Regions from separate parts of the Zea mays genome. Here region 2 is linked to region 1. Evidence: chromatin contacts called from public Hi-C data. All regions are on one chromosome and are shown on one strand. The core of a region is the stretch at or near the end of the contact, and the rest is flanking DNA. Distances in the headings are between cores, read along the strand shown.

Region 1 (3,592 bases), core at 286-2,785:
ATTTTGAATTCTTTGGATTACTGCAATCAACAACATCTGCAGCAGCTTGGGTGTTCACCTAATAAAAGATGGACATAATTCATCATAACTAATGTTAAAGAAAGATTATTATCAGATTTGGAGGCAGGATCTTCTTAGTGAAATGACAGGCGGTTCTAGTGTATTGTTCGTGAAAAAAAAATTGAGGTAGGATCAAAAAACTGTAGCTCTATGCTTCAATGCATGTCCTTCCCAGGATAAAATAGTACTTGTTTAGTGTTCAGACAATCCAATTAAGCTGATAAGCAGTGATGCTCCACCATTGCTCAGATTACAACTCTGATTCTCAATGAACTGTAGAATTTAAATAAGTCCAATGCGATTTAAAAAGTTCCTGTTGCACAGATATTTTAAATGGGTGAAAAATTCTAAAAGAAACTGATGAAGCACACAAGCATGTCAACCTCTCTCCTTAATGTTCAAAGCAGGAAATTTTCAACTCAAACTTTGAGGTGCTCGCATATAGTGGTCTTTATCTCTTATCTATGCCATATAGCAATCAAATGTGATCAACAAATTAGCAAACACAGCTACTTGCACCAAAAATAAAGGGAAATTGATTTAGGTAATATCCTATATAGGATTAAGCGCATTATAGACAGTGTTAATTATTTCGGAGAAAAAACAACTGCTTCTGATAAACTTGGCACTGATTATCTCTGATATAAGATAGAAATGCCATAACAAATTTCGTTGCAACTTGCCGTAGCTCATAACATAGTAGCATATAAAACAGCAAACTCTGCTGTCCATCAGCCTACATGCAATGAAATAATGAGAAACAGCAGTTATGCACTTATTTTGAATCTTCAACAGGATAGCACAGTACTACTCCATAACGCATAACGCATGATCTTTACTTAGCCACCAACAAACCATAGCAATTGCGCCCATGATACTATTTATACAAACAAATTCAACATAACTATTTGCAGTCTTCAGAGAGTACATGATTAATTGTTCAATATTCAATAGCAACAATCATCAGTAAATTATCCTATTCAAACTATCCTATGCGCACAAAAAATCACTATAAAATGCTAAATTAACGTAATTGTAGTCAACCTAACAGTTAGGCAGACGGCATGCTTAGTGCTCGACGAAACAGCCGCGAGGAAATGGAAAGGGGGCGAGCCAAACCATGACGATACTCTTGCAGAGCTGGGCGACTGAGTCGGCTCGGAGCAGGTCGCGCCGCTCCTCGAGGGAGCGGTCGTAGTAGTCGGCGGGAACGCGACGGAAGGCGAAGTCCCGCACGCCGCGCGCGGCCAGGAGGGCTGCGAGATGAACCTCGGTAGCCCCCGCGTCGGCCTCGCCTTTCTCTGAGGGCGCGGTGGAGATGGAGAGCGCCCCGAGGCGGTGCTGCTGCGCGGCGAGCTCGAGGTCAGAAATACGGCCGAGGATGCGGAGCTGACGCGCCTCGAGGTCGGCCGCCGCGGCGCCCATGGATGCCGGACCTGGCGTGTCGTCGGAGGCGCGTCAGTCGCCCCGCTGCGGTAAACTGGAAGCAGGCCGACGCCGACCTACTTTCTAAGACCAACTCCAGCAGACTCCCTCTCCGTATCCCTAAAACGCGCGGTCAACACATTCTCTCTCCTCTCCGTATCCGTCTCCGTTTCCAGCAACACTCCCCATCCCACTCCGCATGCAGTCTATGACACCTGAGGCCCGCGAGCAGCCGCGCGCGCACGCAGAGAGCTGCGGAGAGGAGAGAGAAAGCGTGGAAATGGGGAGTGCACGGACACGGCGTCTATTTTGCGGAGACGGATGCGGAGCCTGCTGGAGAGCGCAATAGTGCCTCAGACCGTGCAAAATGCGGATGCGGAGTGGGATGGGGAGTGTTGCTGGAGTTGGTCTAACGGGATAATGTCAAACCGAAACCCGGGCCCAATTGAATCCATTATGTAAAAAGGGCCTGGATTCTAAAAAAAGAATGAAAAAAGGGCCTGATAAAAAAGACTGATCAGTGTTCATGGACTAAAAATTCACGAGGATTAAATCAACATCAGTATGTTCTTTTTTGGAATCAGGCATCTTAGTGTATACTTGTATGCTAGCTTAATCTATTGATCGTGTTCAAATGTTTTTGCTAGAAAAGAAGTTGATGCAAAGCTTAGTCTAAATTGTTGTTTAGCTAGGCTGAATTGAAATTGAAATACAAAACTAGAACAATTTCCTCTTATGGAACAAAACATTGTATCTTAAAATACTAAAATAAGTATTTCAAAAGAGATAGCATAAACATATGTACCCGATAATTAATCAATACTAGTTTTTTCGCAGCAGACAAGTATTCACTTTTCATCCATTTCCTTAGTCTCGTATCGAATTTGCCATCAATAGCCTTCAACTATTTGTTGGGAAAAGGGTCCTATCTTTATAGACATGATGAAAACTAGTTGGCAACCAGGGCGTGTTTTCATGAGTAGAGATAGCAATGGGAATTCCCCATTGAGAAATGCCCCGCCATCTTAGTCCCCATCTCCACAAATGACATTGGGGGACATTTCTCCCACATCCAATCCCCTCGCGGATCCCCGTACTCGCAACAATGGCAAGGTCATGGATCCTTCTACTAGGCACACGACAACCAAGGTATGGCCCTTTCCTCTCTGTTTCACTAGCGTTATGGACATGCCCTACCTTCTAAGGTAGCCAACGGTGGACTGCAGCTTCTAGCTCCTTGAGTGGCCGATGACGATATGGATAGGCCATTAGGGCATGGACCTTCTACTTTGAGGCATGTGGCAACTAAGGCAAGGCCCCTAGATTCCTAGGCGATAGCCACTAGGTCAACTCCCAAGTAGGCAATAATTTTATGCAGTCCCTTCAACCCTAGCACCTAAGAGAATCTGCAAGAAGTTTGGAGGTTGGAGCTTGAGGGCTTGGTCACTGTCTAGAGGTTCGAGTACTAATGTAGCAGAGTGATGGAGTTAGTCGGTGTAGCGGCTGGACTATGAGCTACGGTCCTACGGTTCAGATTGGGAAGGGAAGAAAGTAACAATTACTAGGTTGGCACATGGATATATACTTCTTAGGTAGGGTCAGTATTGGGCTTGGCTACTTGGGCCTTTGTCATATCTACATTTTGTATATACATGTTAGTTTTCGGTACAGAGATAGGTGGATCATCCCTAAGCCTGTCAGACCCGATGAGGAGGGATTTTTCCCTGTTAGCATCCCCATGGGGTTGAAATTAACCCCTTCATCAATCTCCAATTGAGGAATTCTTCGTAGGAAATTAGAGAATAGGTCCCCATTGCCATCTCTATTCACAAGGGTTAAGGTCATCCTAGAGAAGACACCCCATATAAGGTTGTGAGAGCACCTAGAGGGGGGGTGAATAGGTGATCCTGTAAAACTTAAGAACGTAAGCCACAAAACTTTGATTAAGCGTTAGCACAGTTAATGCCAAGTGGCTAGAGAGAAGATCTTGCACAATACGATAACCACAAGGAGTTCAACACAGAGAAGACACAGTGGTTTATCCCGTGGTTCGGCCAAGTACAAAACTTGCCTACTCCACGTTGTGGCGTCCCAACGGACGAGAGTT
Region 2 (3,592 bases), core at 482-2,981, 160 kb before region 1:
ACAGCTCCAGTGGATGGTGGGAAGCAGCTGATACAAAGGCAGTGAGCTTAACGAACGGCAGAGCTGCGCCACCTGCGCCACGGCAGTGTGCAAGTTCCTGCAAGAAAGAAGCCCACTGGCCTCCAACGCCAAGATCAAAATCGATGACATGGATACAGGACGACGTGCTGCCACCAATTTCGTCAAGAAGTGCCTGCGTTGCGGTGAAGTTGGTGAACTGGAGCACGGGCGAGTGATCAGAGAAAGTCTTGTACGCCGCGAGCTTGAGGGCAACGTCGAGCGGTGATTTGAGGTGGCAGCCGCCGTGATGGCCTTCGGCGAGCGCGAGGAGGGCCTCCTTGAGGTAGGAGGCGGAGCGGAGGAACGGCTTCCCGAGCGGGGGAAGCTGGTGATTGAGCCGCGCCAATATCGCTCGCGCGCCAATGGAATTGCCAGCTTCAGCGGCCTTTGCCGCCGCCGCCAGCTCGTCCAGCAACTGCTGCTGCGCCGCCTCCGCAGCCGTCCTCTTCATTGCCCCGTGGGGCAGTGGCGGCGAAGGCTGGAGCTGGAATGGAGCAGGACCATTTAGTGGTGGAAAGGCATGACCTTGCCCCGTCGGCGGCGGCGGCAGAAGCCGAGTTCGGGCGAGATAGAGGTCGCCTCCTATGGATTGATGACGTTTGGCCGGTGGATGGACGAGTGGCGACTGCTGATTGTAGCTGGGGAAGGAGGGGATGGACATGAGGAAGGTTGTGGCGGGGGTCGGCTGGTGCTGGTACTGGTGGAGGAGGCCGGGCGACTGCGTATCAAGAGGGGGCTTTGTGTCGATGCCTTCATGGAACAGCACCGGAAGCGGCGGCGGCTGGAAGGAAGCAGACTCCGGGGATAAGAGGCCGAAGGCCGAGGACGCCTTGTTGCCACCGCCGCCACTGTTGGTAGTTTGCGACACCGCACCAGGGGACGACATGTCAGAGGCAACGCCGCCGAGGTGGGGATCGAGCGTGAAACCCAGAGGGTCCGCTGCCGGGAACCCGAAGCCCACATTGTCGAGGAGCGGCTGGTGGTGCACGGGAAGCGGCGGTCCTGACTGATCCAAGTCGCCGGCGGCCCCAATGAACCAGTTCAAGAACGTCTGGTCCTGCGCCGCCGCAGCGGCGTTGCCGAGCATGGCGTCCCAGCTGTCGGCGACCACGACCCCCATGTCGAGGCCGGTGGGAATCGGCGGCAGCTCACAGCCGCCGGCCCAGTCCTCCTTCCCGCCGCCGCCGCCGTGCTCGCCGGGGGCTCCCCATTTGGTGGCTTCGGCGGCGGCGCTTCTGTCCGAAACCACCGCCACGCCGGTCGAGTCCTCAGCGCCGCTGCCCAGGGACGACGACAGCGTCGACGTTGAGTTGCTGGGGCTCCGCGTGCAGTCCAGCACGGACCACGGCTCCAACAGCGTCTTCGCCTTCCCCTCCGGCCAGAACAGCGTCTTTCCGCCTCCGATGGGGTCCGCAGCCCCGTTCCGCTGGGCACCGAATAGCGCCGCCCTCATCTACCGAATCCCATATAATCTCGCGGCGAAATCTGGGGGGGGGGGGGGGGGGGGGGGGCTAAGCAAACGGAACCAGATCATCTGCAGTACTGCAGGCTGCAGTGCGTTCGTCCATCGCAAATCCAACGGTTGCCAGGCGTCCCTCTCGCTCGACGTGCCGTGCGCCTGTCGGCCTCTATGTTTTGCTAGACTTGTACCTATAGCCCATATTCTGGCCCAATAATTTCTCCTATTGTTATTTGACTCCTCTAGTACGCAGCCTCTTTAGACATGCCGCCGTCAGTGCCAATGGAAGAAAAAGGCAGCGGGAAAGCAACATATCGAAGGAAAAATTCACTCCAGCACAACACCGTTTGCTGATGCAGCACAAAGAGCAAATTTCGAGGGCAAACGAGCGATTCATCCAGTTCAAGGGAAGATGGGAGAGGATGTGAATGGAGAACCCTACAAACCCTACACGTGAGTAAGATTTATTTATTTTGTGTCTCATAGCATTAGATTTCTGAACTTTTGATGTAGCCGTACAACACAAAGGAATTTAGTTATTGCCTTGTATACACAATGACGAAAGTACTAATGAATTTCAGGGAGAAAGTTTTGCCCTGTTTAGTTCCTCATGTTGGCATGAAATTTAGAAATCCAGAAGAGGGTTGGAAGTTTTGGCTGGCATACGATGGTCAGAGTGGTTTTGATGTTAGAAAGCACTATGCAAACAAAAGTAAGATTGATGGAAAGATAACATCATGTAGATTTGTTTGTGCCAATGAAGGTCATAGAGGAAAGGACAAAAGGAGTGATCAAGTAAAATGTCAACGAGCTGAAACAAGAACGGATTGTGAAGTGCGTATGGGTCTTGCAAAGGATAAAGAGATGGATGGATATAAAGTTTATGATCTAAAGTTGGAACACAATCATGACCTTCACTCACCAGAAACTTTTCACTTGATGGTGTCACAAAGAAAAATTTCAGAATTGCAAGCCTTTGAAATTGAAGCTGCTGATGATTCAGGAATAGGTCCTAAAGCATCACACGAATTAGCATGTCGCCAAGTGGGTGGACCGCTTAATCTGAGTTATACCCTACGTGACCATAAAAACTATTTGAGGGGAAAGCGACAACGAGAGATGGCATATGGTCAAGCTGGAAGCATGCTCAAATACTTTCAAGATAAAATAGCAGAGAACCCATCATTTCAATATGCGACACAAATGGATATTGAGGAGAAGATTGCAAACATATTTTGGGCTGATGCTAAAATGATTGCTGATTATATACATTTTGGTGATGTTGTTTCCTTTGACACTACTTTTGGAACAAATAGAGAGAGTCGGCCTTTTGGTGTTTTTGTTGGATTCAACCAGTTCAGAGAAACAGTAGTTTTTGGTGCTGCTCTAATGTATGATGAAACATTTGAGTCTTTTCGGTGGCTCTTTGAGACCTTTCTACAAGCACATAATAGAAAACAACCAAAAACGTTCTACACAGACCAAGATTTTGCAATGGGGAAGGCGGTTGAACTAGTGTTTCATGAGGCATGGCATGGATTGTGCACTTTTCACATAATGCAAAATGCTATCAAACATTTGCCTAAACAAGAAAAAGCTAAAGGCTCAAATGTTCTAGCTGATTTCAGTGCATGCATGTTTGAGTATGTGGACCAGGAAACATTTGACAGAGAATTTGCCATCTTGAGGACAAAGATACAAAAGCAAACTTGGTTAGACAACATTTACAATTTGAAAGAAAAATGGGCTGAATGTTATATGAAAGATGTTTATACATTGGGCATGCGAAGCACACAATTGAGTGAGAGTCTAAACAATGATTTGAAAATTCACTTCAAATCAGATTTTGACATCATTCGATTTTTGAAACATTTTGAAAGGGTGGTGCAAGGAAAAAGAAATAATGAGTTAAACTCAGAATTTGAATCGAGGAAAAAAATACCGAGGGTCATAATGAAGATACCTATGCTGTTGCAAGCAAGCAAGTTGTACACACCAGTCATATTTGAAGCTTTTCAAGGTCAATATGAAAGGTCTATGACATCATGCACTAGAGTATTGGATGGAAATAAT

What was found. Hi-C and Micro-C count contacts between places; a contact is called where the count stands out from the background.
Region 2: a contact with region 1 is called in a Hi-C map of ear, with 5 times the contacts expected there. The contact joins the promoter of LOC103627519 here to the promoter of LOC100281039 in region 1. A contact is called at or near these places in 3 of 25 Hi-C or Micro-C datasets (ear, endosperm and leaf).

What each region holds. Positions count from the first base shown.
Region 1 is chr5:197,041,757-197,045,348 of Zm-B73-REFERENCE-NAM-5.0, reverse strand. It overlaps LOC100281039 (rho guanine nucleotide exchange factor), which reads right to left and starts at 1,535. Exons shown (of 5, transcript NM_001366160.1): 1 at 1,180-1,535; 2 at 1-58. The coding sequence starts at 1,485.
Region 2 is chr5:197,203,982-197,207,573 of Zm-B73-REFERENCE-NAM-5.0, reverse strand. It overlaps LOC103627519 (protein FAR1-RELATED SEQUENCE 5-like), which reads left to right and starts at 1,731. Exons shown (of 3, transcript XM_008647812.4): 1 at 1,731-1,972; 2 at 2,101-3,592. The coding sequence starts at 1,932. It overlaps LOC100279420, which reads right to left and starts at 1,571. Exons shown (of 2, transcript XM_023300204.2): 1 at 1-1,571. The coding sequence starts at 1,513.